2 separate regions of the Mus musculus genome follow, and region 2 is linked to region 1. Evidence: chromatin contacts called from public Hi-C data. All regions are on one chromosome and are shown on one strand. Each heading gives the region's core, a stretch centred on a gene start, on an enhancer-like site or on the middle of the called end of the contact. The rest is flanking DNA. Distances are from core to core; before and after follow the strand shown.

The links. Hi-C and Micro-C count contacts between places; a contact is called where the count stands out from the background.
Region 2: a Hi-C map of group 2 innate lymphoid cells shows a contact between it and region 1, with 2.5 times the contacts expected there. The contact joins two enhancer-like sites. A contact is called at or near these places in 1 of 15 datasets of contacts at CTCF or cohesin (CD8 T cells), 9 of 484 Hi-C or Micro-C datasets (the C10 cell line, CD4 T cells, bone marrow-derived DN3 thymocytes and 5 more) and 2 of 115 datasets of contacts at active chromatin or transcription factors (bone marrow-derived macrophages and microglia).

The regions. Positions count from the first base shown.
Region 1 is chr2:79,171,943-79,176,812 of GRCm38.p6, reverse strand. No RefSeq gene overlaps it. Among named protein-coding and RNA genes, the nearest start is that of Gm35748, 52 kb to the right of the region's middle. Within about 2 kb of position 3,617, at least 27 of the 459 cell types and tissues checked have an H3K27ac peak or open chromatin away from gene starts, as enhancers often do.
Region 2 is chr2:79,236,116-79,241,313 of GRCm38.p6, reverse strand. It overlaps Gm35813 (a long non-coding RNA gene), which reads right to left. Exons shown (of 4, transcript XR_866504.2): 4 at 3,498-5,198. Among named protein-coding and RNA genes, the nearest start is that of Gm39866, 3.5 kb to the right of the region's middle. Within about 2 kb of position 2,678, at least 2 of the 459 cell types and tissues checked have an H3K27ac peak or open chromatin away from gene starts, as enhancers often do.

The sequences.
Region 1 (4,870 bases), core at 2,368-4,867:
GGGGAACATAAATACTGAATAATGAATGTTATTAAATCATGCCTTTAGTGGGAGCATAAGAGAGAGAGATTTTGTGAGCAGGTCTTCCCCTTTTTCAAGTATACAATTCAACATAAAACATATGGGGGGGGGGCGGGCAGAGAGCATTTACCCACAATGCTTTGCTTTGCTCAACAATATGGCTCTTTCAACAATGCTGTGTATGCTACTTAATCATGACACTTTGCATTCCAATGACTTAAAATGCTCAGGTGCTTGATGAAAGCTTTCATTCTGTAATCTCTTTTACATGAGGAACTTGTCAGAATCAAATGTAAGCAAGTGACACTGATACTTTAATCTTCCCCAGCAATGTTATCACTATGCAGTTGTAACTAAGAAAATTATTCTGTGCTTTTCACACTTTTAAGGGTGATGGGTATTAGAGACACATGGAAGTTGATTTGAGCCAGCTAGCTGCCCTTGGAAGCATATAATGCCATTGATTGTCAAAGGCCTTGTGGCTGACATCTGTTTTCAGTGTCAGGGTTGTTAGTACCATCCTAGGCCCGTTTTCAAGATAACACTGTGTGAATGTTTCTTCGCTTGACAATCTTGAAGGCCGTGGTTTTGGCTAGGCTTGGAAATCTTTTAAAGTTCCAAAGGGAAACAAGGCTTTGAACTCACTCTCAATCTCTGCTTCCTACCACAGGGGATTTAGGATTAGTGCCACCACTAAAAACTGCCCTTAAACAAACATCTTCTTTCCTTATTCAAAGTGATACTTTATTTGAATTTTTCCCTTATCATTTTCTAAATTGGCTCACTTCTACTCTTTAGGAAAATTGCCTTATGGAGCGTTCGCTTGAGTCTTGTGTGTTTTTTAATCTCATCAGAGTTCTCTGGTGTGATGCACTACTTTTCTCTGAGATTAGAAGCTTCCACTCCAGAAAATCTTGTTGAAGCAAAGGATGATTCGGGGTTGGTGGGTGGGTGGTGGTGGTGGTGGTGAGACAAGAGGACATCACTAAGAAGCAATCTCAGTAAGAAGGAGGGAGGCCACAACAGGATGTTCTAAGAGGAAGGGAAACACTCCATTCTGTAAGGAGGAGGTAAACAACTCAATAGCTTCGGGAAGCCACTGAAATTGATCAGATTCATTAGATTTCCCCCATCCCTAGGCACATATAAGCAGCATGAACTTCAGAGCTATCTGGAAGAAACAGTGACGAAGCAAATTACCTGGAAAGAACATTCTCCAACCTTTGAGCTACTTGCTTACTGTTTTCTGCTCTAGAAAGTAACTCCTCACCCAGATTCCTGTAAGTAATAAAAGCCATTACATCACCACGCTAGACTTTGGTGGTCTTGTCATTGGTTCCCTATCTCTGTCCCTTATCTCACATAAATATAGGAATATATCTCCTCTGTGTGTGTGTGTGTGTGTGTGTGTGTGTGTTTTGTGTGTGTGCATGTGCTGTTACATGCACTTGAGTGTATGGGTTCATGTGCCTATGTTTATGCAGATGGATGCCAGAGCAGGTCATAGGCTGTCTTCATTTATTACCCTCTGTCTTCTTACCTAAATACGGTCTCTAATTGAACCTGAACCTTGCCATTTTGGCAAGCCTCTTTGGCCAGTAAGTTCTCGTGATCTATCCATTTCTGTCTCATAAAGCTGGACGGCCATAGGCACACATAGCCACGCCCAGATTCTTAGAAGAACAGTGACCATTCCAACTTAGATCCTCATGTTTGCAGAGCAAGCATTCTTACACACTGACCACCTCCCCATCCCTTCACCTTCCTGTCATCCACACTAACTTGGCCACAGTCACATCCATTACAGATGATTGAAAATGATGACTGAAAGGTAATGAAGGTTTTGTTGGCATCTGACATAAGTCTCTGAAAGATGTCTTTGGATATATAATAATATGTTTATTTTTAACATAATGTTCATGATTTAGGGTTCATGTGTATAGAATGTGACCCACTTTTACTAGAAAGATTAAATTGAAGTCTATAGTTCTGTTTGCTTCACCTCACTTTAGTCTAATTTGTATATTGGTCTTTATAAATGTAAAATGATGTCTTATGTTATCTGGGGAAGCTGAGACTAATCAAAACCCGTGTGTTCTAAAAATCCATATTTATTATTTGAATTACCTATAATTCTGTTTATTTTAACAACGTTTTTCTGCATGTGGTTTGGAATCTCACTGACTACATTGTCCATTTCAAACCCTAACTCATCGCACAGTATTCACAAGAGTGTTTCGTTTAAAAATGCACAAAGGTATCTTATTAAATAATGTCACAAACATGAAGTTCATTATTATGCAAATGCCATCCTTGGAACAGATTTGTTAATTGCAACTCATTTGCATAATTAATGAACTCCCAAATGAATTATGCCTTTGCAGATTTGTGCGGCATTGTTTTAAAATAAATTATAAAATACATGTCAAAGGAAGAGTGCTTTCTGGGTTCCCATAGCATTGTTTGAAAATTAATTACCAAATGCTTGTCAAATTAAAATGAGTTTGTAGTTTTTACAATGTTATTTTTAAATTAATCACAAAATAAAATGTCACTGCATTAAAGTAAACAGCATGTTATCTTTTTCTCAAAGAACACAAAATACAGCTTTTTAACTTCAATTACATCATTTAGTAGAGTGAATATACTGTTTTATTCATTTCATTCCTACACTGTGGTGTCACAAAGTTGGTAGTTGTTAGCATGTTAATGTTTTGGTAAATTGAGATTTAATTTAATTTTATTGTGTAGCTTACTTTATACAGTGGATGATTAATGCATTGCCTGTGAGCTCAGTATGGATTTGTTCATGATAAATTGGAGTTCCAGAAAACATTCAAGGTCACTTAAATATGAAGTATAAACAGTATTTCTAAGATTTATTTAATTGACATTTTGACCGCTGTCAGGTAAAATGATTAAAAAGCACACTGCTCGGATCTCTTTCATTCTTCCTAATACAGCAGGAGGATTCCTTTTGTTGGTGAATAGAAGGCTTTGGGAACTTCACACTAAGTTATTCACTCTGCAAAAACCTTCTGTTCTTAGAAAGGAGCCAGGCTCTTCTCCAATCCCAAAGCCTACAGAAGTCTGTTACTCAGCAGGAAATCGGGACAGAAGCACCAGTCTACCTAAAACATGACTTAGCTAAAATAATGTGAGAACAATAGATTTGGGAAAGAATGAAGTACGACAGGCATTATCATCACATCCTGTACAGTCATGGAGAACACCTAAGAACAAGCTACTCACTCATGGCAGAAAGGTTGTTGTTTTTTTAAGTCCTTTCATCTACTCTTCTCATCCATCGCTCTCCTTAGCCTATAATCTAAACAAAATCAATTGTCTGTGGTTAATAACTGCATTCTCTCAGTTCTTGACCATGGAATGCAAACCCCTGGGGGAAGGCCTTTGTCTGACATGATTAGGACTATGCAAATTGAAACCAACTAGACCATAATTCTTAAGTTAAACGATAAACTATGTTGTCTCTGTTTTCCATTCTGTGGATGGTCGCCTTTTCAGGCTCCTGTGAGCCATTCCTCACTGCCCTTTCAGGAAACTGATAAGCAGAGTGGGCCTGTTTGAAGAGGCAATATGTCTTCTACATGCCTGGTGTGTGAATGAGAGCCCAAGTGTTTCATGCAGATACATAGATATGACCTTTTGTCATTTCCTGTTTTATTCTGGCATAGATAATAGCTCAAAGGCTTAGAACACATTTCCTTTTCACAATCAAATGAGAGTATTGCTTTTGTCTAAGTCTTGGTGCTACACAGACATACTATTTTGCTGTTTAAATCTCATCAGACACTGCAAACTGACCCCCTTCTTTCTGGTTCTATGCGCTGACTTACAAGTAAAAAAACAATATAAGATCCCACGTAGTAAGATTGTTTCTGAAGTAGACATTTTAATGGAGCAGTAAGTACATGCTGAAAGTGTGGGTGAGCTTGCTGTTAGAGGCTGCCCACTACACTGAAGGAACATCTGAGTGAGAGTCTTAGATGTAGCTTGTGTTCTTTAAGGAACTAGGGTCTGTAGAGAGAGCAGTTGCTTATGTTCTGTTCTTTGGAAAAAGTTCATGTTGAGAATGAATGAACAAATCATTGTTTGTTATCCTTGATTCAGTGTAAACTTTGGTTTCAGAAAGGTTTTTAAAAATATTTTCTTGATGTAGTCATCATGGCCACTTTTAAGCTTTATTGATTTCTGTACTTATTCCAGAGACATAGGTAGATAGTGTAGCTAGCCTGGGGAATAAATAAGTATCCAGAGCTCCTTTATTTAAATCAGTAACCTTAAAGAGTTGCCTCCAGTACAGGTTCTGCTCTCTTTTCCTATCTTTATCTTAACCTATTTGATTGACATAATTAATTGTGCATGTTCAAGATATAAAATTGGCTTGATAGATGTAAATATGTTATAATGATAACTATAATTAAATTGATTGATACACTCACCCCTCCATAGTAAACGTGTGGGCATCAGGAGGAAGGATAAGCTACCTAAAGTCTGTTCTAATACCAAAGTTCAAGTAAGTAGTGTAGTAATATCTATCACATATAGCTACAACTGATCAAGAACATCTGATATATGCACATACAATGGAGTATTATTCACCCACAAAAAAGAGGAAATATTGCCCTGGAAAAACCATGTGATGTAAGATAAATCAGGCACACAAAGACAAATAGCACATGGTCTCAGTTATACTGGAAACTAAACAGCCAGTTCATGAACTTGACGTAGAACCCCAGCTGCCAGGGTGTGAATGGTTGGGGAGAGATTGGGATGCTGGTAGAAAGGTATAAGCTTACTCTTACAGAGTGAGTAAGGTCTGGGGTCC
Region 2 (5,198 bases), core at 1,429-3,928, 65 kb before region 1:
AAGGTTCTGTGCATTTTTACAGCTTTCTTTCTAGTCCTGGCTTTTCTGCATTTCTACACAGACACACACAGACACACACAGACACACACACACACAGACACACACACACACACAGACACACACAGACACACACAGACACACACACACACACAGACACACACAGACACACACACACACACACACACACACACACACACACACACACACACACACAAACACACACACACACACTTTGTTTGCTGCCCAGGCATCTTCTTCCTACCTTTTCTAATGATGCATGCCCAGCACTATGTGGGACCTCAGTGTCAGCCTCCCTGTATAGCAAGGATTCCCAGCTCTAGTGTTCAAATAGGATATCCTGTCACATAGTTTTGTCTTTATTTTATGCTACTTCTACTTAAGTGGCAAAGCGTGAACTGTCCTTGTCTTGGAGTGCTCAGCACTTAAAATAGATTATCTTATTTGACAATTTGTGGAACAAATGAATGGGAGCTATAAAGTTATTGATTAAAAGAGAAGGTGATGTGGTGTTTGTAACAAACATTTGAGTGGCAGAAAAATAAATGAAGATGTCTACCAGGGAACTGTGAGGAGCAAAGACCTCATTGGGGGTTTCTTTTCTCTTCTAAATCTGAGAACGAGACTGAGCCTATTGTTAACAAAGCAAACCAAACGAAAAGACATTGCAAAGCTTCTTTTCAAGTTCTGTTCAAACCTCCAAGGGGTTTGCTATAATGAAGCCTTTGTTCATATCTGTAGCATCTACTCACAGCACTGACCTATGTATGCTGGGATAAGAGATGTTTTCTACATTGGTGCAAACAAGGAATGTCCTACAAAACCTCAGCAATGGGAGACTGAATCTAAAATTATATCGCACATAGAGATGGGCAGAACCCTGAATTGTAAGTGGCAGTGCCTTTCAACTACTAGATTTTGAATTCTAGTATAAAATTCCTCCAAAATGATTCCTTAGAAAACATCTTCAATGACATTAAAATTCATGTCTAGATTATTCATTAATTTACCAGACATTTTGTCTGGGTTCTGCATTGTTTTATACACATTGAACCCAAACTAATTTTCCTTATGTGCACTGGAGTACAGATGATATTGCCAGGCCTTAACACTTAGTTTGATTTTTCTCTTTTTAAAGGTTACTTATCTATCATACTTTGTCTTTGGTTCTAAATATCAAATTAAGGGAGCACGATTTCCAGTAGAAGTTAGATTAAAAACTTGGAACTAATGAAAGGCACCTACTTTTAAGTTAAAGCCTTTTAAGCTGCTAAAAAGTGAATTCAAATTAATACATGAGCTTGTGTTTCAAAAGTTTTGTAGTTGTGGCAAGAGCCTGATGGTAGATGTTTAAGTAAGGTCTGTGCCGTGAAGAATAAGAGTGGTTTATAGAGTAGGAGAAACTGCCCATCTGGTAAAGCACTCGCTTTGCAAGCACAAAAGCCCAAGTTCAACCCCTAGAACCAAAGTAAGAAACCAGGAGTATTGGAGAAGCAGAGGCAAGGAGTTCCCTGGGCGCACGGGCCAGCCAACTCAATTGCTGAATTTCCAGTGATAGACCTTCCCTGTTGGGAGAGAAGGAGAGGGAGAGCAATGACATCTGAGATTATTCTCTGGCTTCCTGGGGGTGGGGGTGGCAGCTCCCTCTTCTTTCCCTCCTCCTTGGGAAGCCACCTGGGCCTGTGATCTGCTCTGGTTTCTTCCCGTGCTCCTGGTTTTCTTGACCTTCCCATCTGGAGTGGGGCTTACCTTCAGCATCTGCATCTGGTTCTTTAGCTCAGGTGTTCAAATGCTCCTGACATTTCTTCTCTTAGCAGCCTTTCCTTTTCCCCAAGGATTGGATCTTGACCCAAATCCATAGTCTGTGAGGAGTTCAAAGGTTCCCCAGAGACTGTCTAGAATATTATACAATGCTAGCTTTTTCTTTTTTTTGTATGCAAACAATCTTCTTCCCTGCAGATTCTCAGGCTAAATCTGAGTGCAGACTCCCTTTTCAAAACACAGAAGGAGCGGGAAGGAATCTGAGCTCTTCAAAAGTCTCTTTGCAAATCTGGTTACCCAAAGTATGAACTGACTTCAAATTTAAATTGAAAAACACACTTACTTTGTTATTCCTAACAGCCCTGGACTAAATAAATAATTAGCACTTGCTACCTGCTCTTTGCAATTGAGTCTATGTTAACTAAGTAGTCTGTGTGACTTAGCAAAGGTCTCATGCTTTGGATTACAACCTTAGGCTCCTGTTTAGCTGGTCCTTACAAGACCACTGCCCTGGCACTGTTCAAAGACTCATGGCTCATGCTCTCCCAGCCTCCTCATCCTCTTAAGCACACTTCATGGTGCTCTCGCAGAATGGAAAACTGTAAGTGAGATATGAAATCTCTTACTAGCTCATGATCTGCTTATAAACAAACAGGGCACATAGAACAAAGAAATAGAACATACTAGTGTTCTTGTTGTAATTCCAGTAGTGTTGTTTTATGAAATTTTAGTTACAGTTCTATGTAAAGTTGAGTGAGTCTGTGTAGTGTGTGTGTGTGTGTGTGTGTGTGTGTGTGTGTGTGTGTGTGTGTGTGTTGTAAAATGCATTTCTATTTAATATACGATTGGAAGTGTTATGTTAGTCACTCCCCTCTTTTGTGGAAGCATGACGGCTTCTCTGCATGGACGCTACCTGCTACTCCAGTGTCACGAGTCTCCTAATTCAACCTTTATAGAGCTCTAATGCCTGGAATAGTGAGCCATACATTTTTATACTGTCAGAGCCAGGAACATCCTTTTGCAAAATTATTGATTTTCTCCTGATTCTATAAAGATGAAACCCACAAGTTGCAATGTTTCTAGAGGCCATAAAAAAGTAGTGCCATGGAAAAGAAAAGAGAAAGTACTATAACATGATTTGTCTGTGGCCACCGCTTTGTTGCAGATGGGTTAAAGAAATGGCTCTTGGATTCTTATCAGAGGCAGATCTAGTAAACTACAAAGTAAACTACAGAGCCTTTCCAAGAAAGCATCAAAGTACAATTTCACCCTTTGGAAGCAGGTTTTTACTCTGTTAGAAGAACAAGCTTAGTTTGGCAAAAACCTAGTTGCACGTTCTGCCAAAGAATAGGTTGGAGGAGGAAAAGAGATTAGAAACTAAATGTTAATTTTAAAATTTAAAATATGCTTATCTGATAACATAAAATTAATTTACATAGTACATTTGGATTTCTGATATTCAAATGTAATAATTTTGATATTTCTACCAGTAAAAAAATAACTTACCAGTAAACCAGTAATTTACATTTTTTATTACTTGACTAATAAAGAGAATGGTTTACATAAACATTTAGATTTTTGATATTCAAGTAAGTATGGCATAGTATTGTTAACAGTCAAGATGCAACATTTATTTAATTGTTTTATATATATATACATATATATATATATATTTGATACATAAATCAACTTTTATACATAAATCAAATATATAAATATATATTAAAATCTATAAAACATTCATTAACATACTCAAAAACATAAATCAAGGGAAAAGAGAAACTTCTGACTGATTGCTGCAGTTCAAAACCCTGACATGGTAGTTCATCTAACAAATGATCATATCCAGGCACTGAACTAATGACCTGCATCGTTGCTCATGATGTAATACCGAGAAAAGCTGATTACACCGTGAGCAGAGGAAGATATTTGTATTTCTCTGGAACGATAAAAAGATTTACCTTTTCAAGTCTCACATATTCTTTTTTTCAGAAGTCAGTCCTCTGAGGGTAAGTGATGACCTCATTAATTTATTCACGCTAACAGCTTTAGAAAAGGGAGGCGAACTACTCACTGAGACTGGCTAGGCGTTTACTTTGGCTAAGGCCAGGCAGGCTTTTAGTACTTGAGGGAAGAGTTCATTGCAACATTGTCAAAAAGATGGTGAAACAGTTTTACCTTTTCCGTAAGTGATAGAACCCGGAACACTGTTCAGATAACCCATGGGTTGCAGGTGTTCACTCAAATACAGCTGCAAAGCAGACTAGTTCAAGTTGAGACATTTGATGTCTGTACACACAGAGAGCATTTGAAGAATGTGTGTGTGTGTGTGTGTGTGTGTGTGTGTGTGTGTGTGTGTGTGTGTGTGTGTGAGAAAATGGACTGTATCTTTCAGGCTTCTATGGTATAAAATTGATGATTATTCAAACTTGACCTAACAAGCATTTTGCATAAAGAGCAGGGCTGGATGGGGGGAGGAAAGGAGATTGTCACATGAATGGTATAAAACAGGTTTTAGGCATTTAGGCACTGAGGGGTTGACAGTCATTTCCTCACAAGCAAAGGACAACAGCTCTGCTCAGCTTACCGTTTATAGGAAACCATGTAGTCTCTTCCTTTGATGACATGGCCCTCTGGACAACAACCCAGGGTCCTGCTGGGTTATAGAGTGGATACTTCCAGGTTTTTAGACAATGTTTCCTCATAATCAGTTTGAATCCCGGATGCTTTTTAGTGTTTTGCCATGTACATTCTCTATAGTATACCAAGGAGTTTTTAGTGCATGTAGATCATTTAATTGACATGTTATTAAGGTGGCCAGGTGGAATAGATTGCAAAAATGCTGATTTTGATTCGTTTGTCTTCACCCTCCAATACACACATGCATGCACGCACACACACACACACACACACACACACACATTTTGTCCTTGAACTCCAAAGACTTAGCTCTGGTTTTGTTTTTCCTTGTTATTAGAATGGTGTAAACAGTGGTCATTAGCAGTAAGTTTAGGTATGCATACAACTTTGTGGGAAAGGCTTTCAGGTCTTTGAAATAAATACACACAGAGTCCCTTTTGCCTTCTCAAATTATAAACCCTCAGTGATTTGACACCAACGTGCATCTCAATTGTTCACATCTGAAGACAGACCAATGCCCAACCTAGGGAAGAACTTAACAAACAAACATATTCTCTGCAGACTAGCCTCAGGATATCAGTAAGTGTCCCTCCTTCCCCGTGCCCTCGCCAGCACTGTGTAGTTTGTGCTTCTTTGTTGATAGCCATCTTGAACTCAATGTGGTTTTCGTTTGGATTTCCCTGATGACTAAGGATGTTGAACACATACAACAGCAGCAATAAAAATAACATTATTAGTTAATTATACAGCCATTTGTACGTGTGAGAAAGTCTGTTTAG